Linked DNA regions of Bos taurus: region 2 is linked to region 1. The links are chromatin contacts, called in public Hi-C maps. All regions are on one chromosome and are shown on one strand. The core of a region is the stretch at or near the end of the contact, and the rest is flanking DNA. Distances in the headings are between cores, read along the strand shown.

What was found. A called contact is a pair of places that touch in the nucleus more often than the background predicts.
Region 2: a contact with region 1 is called in a Hi-C map of an unstated tissue, with 9 times the contacts expected there. The contact joins the enhancer-like site here to the promoter of DDX3X in region 1. A contact is called at or near these places in 2 of 11 Hi-C or Micro-C datasets (skin fibroblasts and an unstated tissue).

Annotation. Positions count from the first base shown.
Region 1 is chrX:102,229,091-102,236,086 of ARS-UCD2.0, reverse strand. It overlaps DDX3X (DEAD-box helicase 3 X-linked), which reads left to right and starts at 3,772. Exons shown (of 17, transcript NM_001192962.1): 1 at 3,772-3,909; 2 at 6,683-6,740. The coding sequence starts at 3,865.
Region 2 is chrX:102,287,088-102,294,083 of ARS-UCD2.0, reverse strand. No RefSeq gene overlaps it. Among named protein-coding and RNA genes, the nearest start is that of TRNAG-CCC, 38 kb to the right of the region's middle. Within about 2 kb of position 3,438, at least 70 of the 102 cell types and tissues checked have an H3K27ac peak or open chromatin away from gene starts, as enhancers often do.

The DNA.
Region 1 (6,996 bases), core at 2,523-5,022:
ATGAAATTTTCCTAAAGCCATGTGTGGAAGCAAAATAATGGATGTAACATGTCCCATATGTTGCTGAGGCCGGATATCTGCACTGTTCATTCATCTTTAACATCTATTGGGCCTCTGTGTGTACCGCACCTTGTGCAGTCCTGGGGTGGGACAAGTTCCCTTCCCTCCGTGGGCTCACACCCAACTGCAGTACAACACAGTGAGTGTTACAGTGGAGACTTGAACAGCGAGTGCTCTTGGAGCCCAGCAACCTACTCTTCTGGGGTAGTTGAGACAACGGAGAGATAGATACAGAAATATCCTCACTCCTTTTATGCGTGAGCCCTTGAATCCCAACCACGTTTTGAGGCAGAAACTAAACTATTTTTATTCTAACTTTATAGACAACGAACCTGAGGCTCTAAGATGTCAAGTAAGTTACCCCGAGTCACACAGCTTGTAAGCAGTAGAAGGGCAGGAGATCTGCTCCCGATGGAGGGGTGAGGAGGGGACAAGAGTCGGAGTGGTGCAAATAGTATATTTGTTTCAGTATGGGTGCTCAGCTTAACAATGCCTGGGAATGTAAGAAAAGGAACATGTGAAAAAAGTTTCTTTGGTTTCAGCTTTTCCTAACTATTTTTGAAGTGAAGTGAAGTCGCTCAGTCGTGTCCGACTCTGCGACCCCATGGACTGTAGCCCAGCAGGCTCCTCCGTCCATGGGGTTCTCCAGGCAAGAATACTGGAGTGGGTTGCCATTTCCTTCTCCAGGGAATCTTCCCGACCCAGGTCCCTTCAAATAAAATTCACAAAGAAGGGCCTTGTGATGGGACTTCCTTGGCCGTCCAGGTCCAGTGGTTAAGACTCCTCACTTTCACTGCAGAGGGTACAAGTTCCATCCCTGGTTGGGGAATTAAGATCCAGTGAGCCACACAGTGTGGCCAAACAAAAATAAAACCTACAAAAAGGGCCTAATGGAAAAGATATGCAAATATCTGCTTAGAGGTAAAGTCATTCGGGGTGTTGTGAAAGTTGGCTCATTTAGCTACCTCAAGTGCACCCATCCTTTTTCAGAATGAATGCGTTTGAAAACAAAGCCTTATGTTTATTTTGCTTCCTTTCCAAATTGATATTCCAATGATAACAAATTGATTAACAAAACATGCCAGTGGTTTGAACTGAGAATGCCCGTGAGCAGGGGTTAATTGAAAGCGGGAAACGGCTATATATTTTAATTCTTTTAGATACTCCCATGGCAGTATCCTTTAATTGGCTCTACTTAAAAGCAAAATAAAGCCCAGAACCTGGGTACTCAGAACATCCCATCGTTGCTATATGCAGTTTGAACTGTCGGAACTCTGGGCTTTCAAATGTTTACTCTGGTCCATACGAAAAGGAAGCAAAACCAAGTGAAAACTCACCTCACCCGTGCTCATAGGGCTGAAAGGGACCGTAATGATCATTATTAAGCTTAATAGTTCTCAAGGGGGCATTGTGAAAATATATATCTATATATTTTTTGGCTGTTGCAATGATTGGCAAGGGCTACTAAAGGTAGTGAGCAGAGACCAGGTTTCCTGGATATTCTAGCAATATCTGAATAGTTCCATATCTGACAGTTCAAATCTGAACTGTCCCATACAGCGAAAAATTGACCCAACGGAAAAAACAGTTCATCATGATATAAGCTTAGAACTAACACTATATTTTACCTATAAACAAAAATATTTTTACCCAGTTTCGATATACACTGAATTCTAGGAATAAAACTCACTTGAGGGAAGACTATCGTGTTTTTGTTTCAAACATTATCAAGAGTTTGCCATTTTGGAAAATAAGGTCACCAATGTAACATTCTTTATGGTACTTGAATTGTGAAAACACTTTTTTCAGTTTGCATTTGTGACTGCGCTAGGCAGGTATCTATCATCATTTAGTGCCCCTGTGTGGGAGCATTCATATATTAAAATATATTGCATTATTATAATTATTTTGCTTTTATTCTCCAGTTAGGTCGTGTTTTTTGAAATTGTGTGTTGTTAAGTTAGGTTATATTATCTGTGGTGTACTATTTGGTTAAAGGGGACATTACCAAACAGTTGTTATAAAAAGGAATTTGGTCTTTCACGGGGTCATGTCATAAAAGTCCAACTCCTTTTATAGAGGAAATCGAAACCTAAAGCAGTTAAGCAACTTGCCCAGGACAGAAGTGTTATTTTATCTCCCTATCTCGTTAGAATTTGTTTAAATTTTAAAAATTGGAAGAGAAAAGCAAAAGTACGTGATGTGAACGAGCTGTTTGAATTCTGGCAGCAGATCCTTTGGGGGATGGTTGGAAACCCTGTATATTATTTAATTCTGTCAGGCTGAGGGTCAGAAAAGAGAAAAACGTTTCTAAGAACCATGTATGTGCCGCCGCTCGCTTAAAGCCAGGGATTCACTAGTCAACACATTTTCTTCTATTTAAGGTTCTGTGGCACTGAGGTTGGGACCGGAGGTCGCCTGCTTAGGAGTGGGGAGCATAAGGGGTGCCTCCGACCCATTCCGGCCATTCCCCATCCACCGCAGTGGCCCGGGGTCACCCTGAACCCAGACCGATGATGCGGTAGACTTTCTTCGGGAGGCCCAGATTGCGCCCAACCACAAACGCCTCCGACTCCCTAGGAGAACGGCTCTCCATCCCCAGAGTCCTCTGGCTTTGAGGGAAGCAGCACCGCACCGGTGGTGGCCATCGGCCCTGAGCCATTGGACGCCCCGCAGTAGGAAACCTACGGCCTAATGGAGCCGTGGTGCCGGCGGAGGGCGGGGGTCCCAAGAGGGTGCGCTACCACCCGCTCGTGTTCACAGCGATTGTCTCATTGTTTCTTAACTGCGGGGGGCGGGGACGCGCGCGCCAGAGCGCGCTCTCTTGGTGGGGGAGTCGGAGGTGTGTGTGGGAACCAAGGGGCTATGGCATTCCTAGGCGGCGCACCCGCTGCCTAGGCAACTAGTGTCCCACCACCCGTGCGCGCCGCCAGCGCCCCTCCACTTCTCCCTCCCCCCAACGCCCCGTCACCATCACGCCCTCTTCCCTCCTCCTTCCTCTTTCCCCCTCCCCCCTTCTCCTCTCCCCTGCTCCTCTTCCCGTCTCCTCCCTCCCTCTTTCCCCTCTTCTCCCCCCGATTCCGAGCACTCTATTTTAAAACCACGGTTTCCTGCTCCACAAAATGGCCTCCGCATTTGGCACCTGCGGCCACGTGACCCCCTGTCCCCCTGGGCTTCGGGCCCCTCATTGCCAAACTTGGATCTCGGGGCTTCTGCCCGGGAAACTACGTGGGCTGATTAGTTTGGAGAAATCGCACAACCTTTCAAAGTCTAGGGGACTGAGAGAGAAGGAAAGAGTGCTCCCTAGAAAGAAAGGAACAGTGAAAACTGAGGACGTTGGGAAAAAAAGGGGAAAAAGGTCTAGGTTATATTTTAAGGTCTCCTAGCTGGCGGAAAATGGGAGGGGATGAGGTCTCGCGAGATCTCGAGACCTCCCAGGCTTGAGAAAAGGTAATAGCGGAGGACAGGGGAAGTTGCACTCAAGCGATCTAGGACAGCATTTAGCGCTGAGTTCCAAGGTAGGACGACGAGCCGCAGACGCGACCGACTAGGAAATCCCGCGAGGTTAGGACTAAACGAGCGCGCAGTAGCTAGGCAAAAGTCGTAGCGGCGGGAGGAGTGCGGGTGTGAGAGGGCGGGCACACGTCGTACGTGCTGACGTAGCAGTCACTCGAGCGGGTATATTAGATCCGTGGCCGCGCCGTGCATTTCAGAGCCGCAGTTCTCCCGTGAGAGGGCCTTCGCGGTGAACCCAACACATTAGCTCAGCAGCGGAAGACTCCGAGTTCTCGGTACTCTTCAGGGATGAGTCATGTGGCGGTGGAAAATGCGCTCGGGCTGGACCAGCAGGTGAGCCGCAAGGAGCCTACCGGGATTGTTGCTGCAGGAATCTCTCCCCCGATCTAACCTGGTTTGTGGCGCAGTGCTACCTGGTACCCTAAGTTCCAATTTTCTGGGTCCCTTAGGCTAACGAGTGTCAGTGCCCCGGGGCTGTGGGGGAACGGGAAGGTGACGGGAATGCTGATTGTGGCTGTCGCAGGGGCCCCAGCTTGGCCGGCGGTATTGTCCCCGGGCAGAGCACAATGGCGGCTTTTGTGTGTGCGTGCGCAGGCGGGCGGAGGGGGAGGGGGCGCGCGTTCTCGCGGAGGCGCGCACGCGCGAACCTCGACTTGACTTGTGACCCATGGGTGTTGCGGGCGGGGGAGGGGCGCGGCGCGGAGGTTCGCGAAAGGGGACCTTTATGGCCCTGAGAGTTAGGGCGTGCGCGGCTCGGATTCTTGTCGGAGACCCAGGCGGCGTTGGCGTGTCTGTGTTGTGTGCACGCGCGTGTGAGCGGGAGGTGGAACGCGGCCCTGGAATGTGGGAGGGGGCGGTGCGGGGGGTGGCCTTCGCTCGGGGTAATGGCGGCGGCCTCCTTTGTGTGGTGTCGGGTGGCTGGGCGGCGCTGCGCCCCCCGAGCGGGGAAAGACGGGCCGCCGAGGGCCCGGAAACGGGGATGGATGGGCATCTTGTTCTTCCAGGGCTTCCTTCCCCGGGGCTTTTTTTTCGCTCCAGCCCGGTTTCCGCAGCCTCGGCTCCGTGGCCCGCGAGGCCGCGTTTCCGGAGTGGAAAGTTTTGTGACGCAGAAGATTCGAGGAGGAGTGGGGGGGGCGCGGGCGGAGGATGGAGAGGAGGGAGGAATGGGCCGCTGCGCGGTGGCGCCGGGCTCTGGAGATCGAGGTGGAACGCGGCGAGGAGGTTAGCGACCCGGCACGGCCGGCTCCGCCTCACGTGTTCGCAATAGTCAGTATGGACATTTTGCTCCGAGCCACGCGTCGTTTTGGGAGATAACCACGGAGTGTACCAGTGTCCTCAGGTTGGGGACGTTTGGTGCGGGGCTCGGCCTGGGAAAAAACGCCTGGAATGTAGCTTGGGAAGAAATAAGGAATTTTGTTGGTGACTTGTTGCTGCTTGTGAAAATTTTGAAATCGGTCAGAGGCCCCGGATTTGTCGTCTAATTGGAACCCCTCTTGTAAGGGTTTAGAGGTAGAGGACGGGAGGGCGCGTGATCGCAGAGGAGGGGTTCTGGGTGGAGATGGCAGAAGTCTGCATCCCTCAGCAACAGTGGCACCACGCTTCAGAAAAGCTCTTCAATTGATGTTTTGTTGCTTTTTAAGTAAACTTCTGCGTACCGCGAGCTCCAGAATTCTGAAACGAACTTGAGTGACACAAATGAATTGTTAATAGATTTTCAGTCGTGTGTGGTATTTTTTAGGGACTCGGCTATCTGGGGGAGAGCATTTTTTCCATTAACGAATCAGAATAAATCTTCCAAATGCTGACATGTTCCGTGTTAAATGGAGCAGAGACATGAAGAAAAAATCTGGTTATCAAGAACATGGCCAATCCCCAGTTTTAAAATTTAACATATATGTGGTGCCGGCACCTATTTAAGATTATAAGCAGAAGTAAAATTTGAAATCGAAATAATTGGAAAAAAATACACGCAGTCGTTAGAATTAAGCAGCAAGCAAATTCACAACTGAGAAAATTGCATTAATGTCACCTTAGCAATTTACAGTAGCATTTAAAGTGCTCTACGTAGTTCATTTTGCCAAGTGTAAAATTAATAACAAAACGTACTGCAATAAGTACAAAAAGGAAGTTTTTGTGCCTTAAAGTATTAGTCTGTTGCTGAGAACAATCGTGCAGAGAAAACACCGCAGTGTTTTGTTAATAGAAGTTAGGAAACGAGCTGCCTCCAAAGTGTTACCGTATTCATTTTTTTCTTTAAGATTTAGCATCTTCCAGTTTTCAATGATTACATTGATGCTTGCAACTTGACAGTATATAATTTTAAGCTTTTAACAGAGGACTTAAACGTTGTGCTTTATTGGAAACACGTGGCAATAGTGCCGTGTGGCTGGTTACATTTTTTTTTTTTTTAATGAAATACTGCTTTTGGCACATAGTTCCCTCCTCGTTGCTTGTAAATAGTTTGTTTAGTCATTACAGAATTCGATGAAGCGCTTTTTTTAGAATGTTGAGGCTTTAAGTTAACAGTGTAAAGGGATGGGTAGAAATGGAGATAAAAGGCAGTAAAACGTGCCATTTATGTCCGAAGTGTTCTCAGCTTAACTGTGAAAATGGAAAAATACATTGGTACCTACTTAATATGGTTGTGTAGTGGTTATATTGTAAATTTTTGTTCTGAAGCGTGGTACTCTAGTTGCAGTATTTAGAAATGAAAGCTAAGAAATGGTCGATACAAGTTTTGTTCTGAATATTTTTCAGGTGTGCTCTGTAGGTTTAGAATAATTCCAAGTAGAAAACATCTCCAAATGTTTGGAGCTAAAATAAATCCACTGACTACTTGACATTTTAAAATAATTTAAATTTTTTGAACTTTTACAATGGAAAAAGTTACAGGGAAAATTCATTTTGATTATGAATTTGGACCCGGTTTCTCCTGGATAGCGCCACCATCTTGGTTAGGTACCTTCTGCAGTGTATCCTGTAGTACTGTAGTATTTTGCGTTTGCTCACATTCTTAGTCACATTCTCCTTAAGAGTTCCATTAAGTTTTCCTTTAGTGTAATGTTTCTGCGCATGGGCTGCTAACCAAAATTTAACTCTCTTCTAGTTTGCTGGCCTAGACCTGAACTCTTCAGATAATCAGAGTGGAGGAAGTACAGCCAGCAGTAAGTAAAATATTTTATGCATTTACTGAATATTAGAGCTTTTTAAAAAAATTGTCAGAATATAGTTGATTTACAGTGTTGTTACTTGAGTATTAAAACCATAATAACTTAATGTTTCATTGGATTTATTTAAAATTTAGAAATTTCTTTTCCAGTTTTTACTGTGTAAAGAATGTGGGTAGCGTTGGGTCTTTTGATGAGAAGGAGTTTTCTTGAGTGAAAAAAATCGTTAAGGACCTTATACAACACACAAATT
Region 2 (6,996 bases), core at 2,189-4,688, 58 kb before region 1:
ATATATGCACCATTATATATAAAATAAACAACAAGGTCCTACTATATAGCATAGGGAACTATATATAGTGTCTTATAATGAATTATAACGGAAAAGAATCTGAAAAAGAAATACATATATACATATATGTAACAGAATCACTTTGCTATATACCAAAAAGAAGTGTTAGGTGCTCAGTCGTGTCTGACTCTTTGCGACCCCATGAACTACAGCCTATCAGGCTCCTCTGTCCATAGAATTCTCCAAGCAAGAATACTGGCGCGAGTTCCCATTTCCTTCTCCAGGGGATCTTCGCAACCCAGGGATTAAACCCTGGGTCTCCTGCATTGCAGGCAGAGCGTTTACTGTCTGAGCCACCAGGGAAGACTATACCAGAAACTAACAACACTATAAATCAACTATACTTCTATTTGTTTTTTTTTTTTTTTTAATATTTTAACTGAAAAAAATTTTTACCATGCTGCACAGCATGTGGGATCTTAGTTCCCCAACCAGGGATCGAACACATGCCTCCTACATTGGAAACAGGGAATCTTAACCACTGAACCACCAGAGAAGTGCTTACTTCCATTTAAACGACAACAAAGAAGGATCTAAAGAAGAAAAAAAGTTGGCAAACCACTGTTGTGCTGTGTGCCAAGTCCTGTCCAATTCTTTTTGATCCTGTGGACCGTAGCCTGCCAGGCTCCTCTGTCCATGGGATGTTGGTCTCCTTTAAAATAAAAATAAGTGAAACCTGGGAATCTGAGAGCAGCTCATCCAGGACATCTCAGTAAACGCTGAATCCCAACTGCAGTGAGTTAGTGGGGCTGCTTGTGTTCAGTGGAACAGCTGATTCAGAATCTTGCAAACCCAGGTGGTGCTTGTGGTAAAGAACCCACCTGACAAATAAGGTTTAATCCCTGGGACAGGAAGATCCCCTGAAGGAGGGCATGGCAACCCACGCCGGTATTCTTGCCTGGGAAATCCCATGGACAGAGAAGCCTCGTGGCTATAGTCCATAGGGTGGCAAAAGAGTTGGATAAGACTGAGCAACTTTAAAAAAAAAAAAAAAGAGGACCTGATACATCAAAGGATCCTAGGCCATTAAAATCCTAGATTGACACGGTTTGTTTGCTGATTCACAAGCCTAGGGAGGATTCTCTGCGTGTGTACTTTGTGGATTTGGGGAGAGAGTCCCCCTACAGAGGCCCATTGGCAACCTTTTCCAGGACCGGTGATCACAATTTACCCATCTCACTTGGCAAAGGACTCCCTGGTTCTACTTGTCCAGGTGGGGTTGCCCCCCTGCTCCACATACACATGCAGCCTCCCCTCTTCCTGCTTCATATCAGGGTCTGGGCACACTGACCCTGCTGCAGCAGAAGAGAGCCCCTCCTGACTTCCCATCTGCATTTTCCTGGGCTGTGACCCCCATGTCCCACCCTCCAATCACGTGTACATGTTATCAAGAGAGTAAGTAAAAATGAAAGTATGCGGGGTTGTATTTTCGAACTGACTCCTTTGTTACCCCATGTCCTCCCACCTTTTAGTATTTTTCCTTTGTCCCTAGCTCTTCCACCCTTTCATTGTGGCAGCAACCAGACCAGTCTTATTCTCTGCTTTATGGATGTATTGATATTAGCAGAGAACAGAAAAAGAAGCAGATTCTGGTGTCTGAGTTGTAAAGGCCTAGCCCCTGAGAGGAAACAAAATAACTCCAGTGAACCCTCTCTGTTTGAGGTGGTGACTGACGAGTCCAAGCTCCCCCAGACCACACACAGTTTCCCTGGGCTGGGGTCAGGGAGGAGGGGGGGTAGATGCCAGAAGACCTGCTCACGGCCCAACATTCAGAGAGAGCTGCACCCAGAGAGGCCCACAGAGGACAGGAAGACGCAGATGTAATTGTACATGTGCTTCCGTTCCCAGTCACCAAAAGGCAAAAACTGCAAGTGCTCATCAACAGCTAAATGGATTCACAAAATGTGGTCTATCTGCACAACAGGATATTATTTGGCCATAAAAAGGAATTAAGTACTAAATACCTGCTATAACGTAGATGAACTTTGGAAATATCATGCTGAGTCAAAGAAGCCAGACGCTAAGACCGTACATTGTATGATTCCATCTACACGAAATGCCCAGCACTGGCAAATTCACAGATTAGATTAGTAGTTGCCAGGGGCTGGGAAGGGATAGGGAGTGACTGCTAACGGGTGAGGGTTTCCTTTTGGGGTGATGAAAATGTTTGGAACTAGACAATGTTGATAGTTGCACAACACTGTGAATGTATTAAATGCTACTGAATTGTATACTTTAAAAATTGTTGGGAATTCCCTGGCAGTCCAGTGGTTAAGACTGCACATTCACTGCTGAGGGCCAGGGTTCAATCCCTAGTTGGGGAACTAAGATCCTGCAGCCATAGAGAGTGGGCAAAAAAAAAAAAAAACACCACCCAAATTGTTAAAATGGTGACTTTTATGTTATGTGTATTTTAACACACACACACACTACATAGGCTTCGCCTCCACTCCACCCCCTTGTGGTTACAAGGAGCTCTTACACACACCCCTACTCCCACTGCTGGGTATGCACTGGTTCCTTGCACAACCTCCTGTACCCTCTTTGTTTGGCTGACCCTTTCTGCCATCTATCCTCCCCCTCCCCTCTATTAAATCGATAAATAAGTATCGATTTAAATTGAGCCCTGCACTAAGCCACAAAGGAATTCCACATCACCATGGACCAGGGCTATCCCAGGGTTCACTCGTGGGGACAGACAACTGTTGTGTTAGGCAGATCGATTTTCTCACCTACATCCTTTGCTTCTGCCTCCTCACCCCGACCCTTTCTACCCAGACATGGGAGGGGGGCTCAGAGCCCCCTCGCATGCCTCAGGCCCAGGGATGAAAGACAAAATCTCTTGCGACCTTTCGTTGAGCAATGCCCATCACCCTGCAAAAGGGCCACACGGCAGGATGGGCTCCTCTGCGGGTGCATGACCTGACCTCCAAATGGCTCTGCGGACGCCATCAGACCCTACCACCTAGCCCAGGGCAGTGCCACCAACACAGGCCCTCCAGGACCGGAGCCGGAAGAGCAGCCGCCTAGGAGGCCGGGAGCCTTGCTCTCTCATTGGTGGTCCAGTCCGTCACAGATCTCTTACAGATCAGCCCCTCCCCGTCCCAGACACCTCAAATCAAGGAGTGTCCTGTGAGTGAAATGAGCCTGAGGGGTGACAAAGCCCCCTGGTGGCAGGGAGGGCCACGGCAGGGATCACAGCACTTTGCCCGTCACGGAACCCGCCTATTCTCTAAAGCTCCTGTCGTATCGCGAGCGGCCATTCAAAGCCAAACGGAGTCTGCGCGAGGCCCTGCCCACTTTACCAGCTTTCCGTGGGAGCCGACGTTTCCCATGGAGCACGATTCGTGATTGGTTGCGTAAAGCATCTAAGAAGGCGGAGCTGAGCCAGCAGGGGCTAGACGGCCGCCGCCGTCGCCTTGGCAACCGGGCCCAGTCGCCTGGCCTCCCCAGCTCTGAGACGGGCCTATGGTGCCCTCTAGCGGCCGCGTGCTGACACGGCAGGGGACCGGGACCGGGTGGGCGCAAGGAGGCCCTTCGCGCGTGGTAGGCTGGGAAATGGGGGAACCGAGGCGGACGGAGAGGGGAACAACCCGTTCAAGGTCACAGAGAGACACAAATCCAAGGCTTCCGGAGTCGGCCCTTTGGTATTCTGCTGCCGCTTTTGTCAATTCAAAGCAACAACAAAAACCCCTCACAGGCTGGTACCTACACAGAGCTTAAGCGGCAGAGCCCCTCATTAGCAGAGGACTCTTGGAGGGGGTAGGGGTGGGGGTTGGGGGCGCGGCCAGAAATGGATCCACCTGGTCCTATGTGTTGGTACCATTTGCAGGAATGAACTGCAAATTAGTTAAGATCTGTATTGAATCGTAATAGGTAAAGATGGCTCTCTCCTCACCCTGACTCTGTCACACTTCCCCTCGGGTCCTGAAGCATTAGAAGCTGCCTGAGAGCAAGTTGAGTTGGGGGTACATTTTACTGTGGCCTTAATGGGAACTGTTTACATAGATAGTTATTACTGGCCATCCTGGGGTAGGAATGACTTCCAGGAATAATCCCACTGCCCACCTGCCATCATGACACTGAGCACTAGAGCAGCTGGGATGTGGGAGGAGGAGGAGGAGAAACAGGGTTTGAAATGTACAGAGCCGGAAGCTGGTATTTGGAAAATTCTTCCAATCATCAAATGCCTAAATTTATGAGCAGCTCAAAACGGAAGTTTTTCCTGTTTCGAGTTATCATCAATAATGCAGTGAATACAATTGCAAACTCCCTCTATAAAATATTTTCAAATATGTCCATATGTAACCAACAGAAACAATTCTGGCATGGAGAAGTAAATTGTAACAAATTTTTTTTCAGATCATACCAAAAGAGAAAGAGAAAATTTGAATAGAGGCAATATATGGGTTTGGAGATTAATAATATACTTAATGAGAAGAAGTGATGTATATGAACACACTGGAGGAAAATTAAGTTTCTTGCCGACTTGATCAAAATACTGACACTGACAAAAATAACACAAATCTCATAATAGATCTTTACAAGACACTGACATCAAGTTGACTGAGTATTGTCATTTCAGAGCAAGATGGGTCTCTGAATATGAGACCCTGATTTGCCCAGAAAATGTACAGCTTTTATAGGAAAGAAACTTGACAGAGGTTTCCCGAAATTTGACAGTGGTCCTAAAAATGTACACAGCATTAATAACAAATTGCAAAGCTGAAACTTCTAAACTATCAATGAAAAACAAATTTCCATCTACCAAACTAAAAGAAAATCAGCATGAATTATTTTTCTATCCTCTTGCTAGAAAATGATATTACAAGATTGTTGTCATATGAAAAGGCAGGCAAAGCATCTGCAGCCAAAAATTGTAGGGGGGAAAAATGTGTTATAGGAGTTTGTCAGGCAGTTAACAAAACTTTATGTCAGTTTTCTGAATTATGTGAGATTTGAAGTATTTCTCAGCTTTTAAAATGTTATGTATTGTGTATTCTTTCTGATTCTAAAGAACATTCCTTTCCTAACTAATTCTGTATTCCTAATTTTCTGTTCTTTTTTAATCCCCCCCACCAAGTTATATAATCTTCAATAACTCACAAAACCTGGAGCTGCCTCAAATGAACACCCACACAACACCATTCATCACATACTTGAGAATCAGGAACTATAGGCTCATTAAGTAAAGAGAGGCACATGAGCTGTTTTCTAGACACATTTGTGTGCTTTGAAGTAGCTCTCTTATCAGTAAAAAGGTGCTGGTGAACATTAAGTCCAACAGCTGACTTTGACTCTAGAAAATTCAGGGAATCACAAAATCACAGACTTACTAAAAGCTTGATCAAGTGAGAATGACTTTCACTCATTAAGCTACTTTTAGCTGTTGGTTCCCCCAGAGCCTTCCATTCCTTTAGTGTCATCCCCCAAAGAAACTGCAGAGGACAGCTTGGGGCCATTCTGTCACCATTCCCTCAGACAGAAGGGGTAAGTTTTCTTCCTCCTTAGTCTTTTGGGTATTTTAGGATTGTCATCATCTGTTATGCAAAACAAAACAAAACATTCATGTTTTACCTTAATGTTTCATGAGGTAAACTTCTTTCATCTTGTCCTATTGACATCTGTAGAAAGAGGATTTTTTTTTTTTTTTTGAAAGTCTGTTGCTCAGAACTAAGCCGCTACAACTTACAGAAAGGTGCCTTATCCATTCGAATGTACAACAATGTATCCTCTTTGGTGGAGAGCTTCTAGTCCCACTGTTGGTTTTTTCCTGTCAGGCTGTACTAGAAGAAGAAACATAAGAGGCACAAGGGTATGCCAGATGGTGAAAAATAGGTTTAAGGCACCAAAATAGGGTTGTTTTTATTAAAAACTAGGCTAGCATGGAATGCCAGAAGATGTGAAACCCAGCTCTGAATAACAATCTCCTGTGTGAACCTCCCACCAGGTGAAGCTGGGTGGGCCTGCCAGCCTTCCTGGGGCGGAGGGGCGAAGGGGGGCGGGCAGGGAGTTGTTTTTGCAGGGCTGGCTGCAAAAGATTCTGGAGGCCCATGGGGGAGCCAGTGGCTCTCCACCCCTTCCTTTCCCTATGCCCCACCATCAGTACACTGAAATCCTCAGCCTGGTGCTGATTCATCCATATCTCCTTCATACTGGGGTCTGAGGTCCAAGAACAATTACGGCTGGAAACATGACCTCCAAGAAAGCCTAGGTTTCTTCAGCATTATTTTATATAATTTTCTTTCTTTATTTTTGACTGTGCTGGGTCTTTGTTGCCACGCGGGCTTCTCATTGCAGTGGCTTCTTCTGCTGTGGAGCACGGGCTTTAGCATATTGGGGCTCAATAGTTGCAGCTCCCGCGCTCTACAGCACAGGCTCAGTAGTTGCGGCGCATGGGTTTTGTTGCTCCGCAGCATGTGGGATCTTCCTGGATCAGGGATCAAACCAGTGCTTCCTGCATTAGGCAGGAGGATTCTTTACCACTGAGCCACCAGGGAAGACTTCTTCAGCGTTATTGAAGGGAACGGCCATGTCCAAAAGTTTTCCCCTAACCCTTAGGGTTACCGAACCAAACTTGGATCCACTCTCTGGCACAGTAAAGCCCATCTACTGACACCCGGTTGTAGGGAAAGAAAGTGCACCATCTGTCTCAGGGCTTCCAGCGAGGAGCCTAGGCAGTACTTAAGGGTCAAAAGACCCAACTCTCTGACGGCTTTCAGAGGAAGGTTTTTAAAGATGAGAGAGAGGGTTGCTGGGTATGTGATCAGCTGGTGGACATTCTTCTGATGGATTGGTGATGAGATAATCAAAAGTCAACATCATCAACCACCTGGTTCCTCCTGGTCTGGGGCCTATGTGCTTGTGGCCAGCAGACAGTTAACTTCTTCCATCTGGTGGGGGTTTCGGTCTCTGCAAAACAGCTCAAACGGTTTG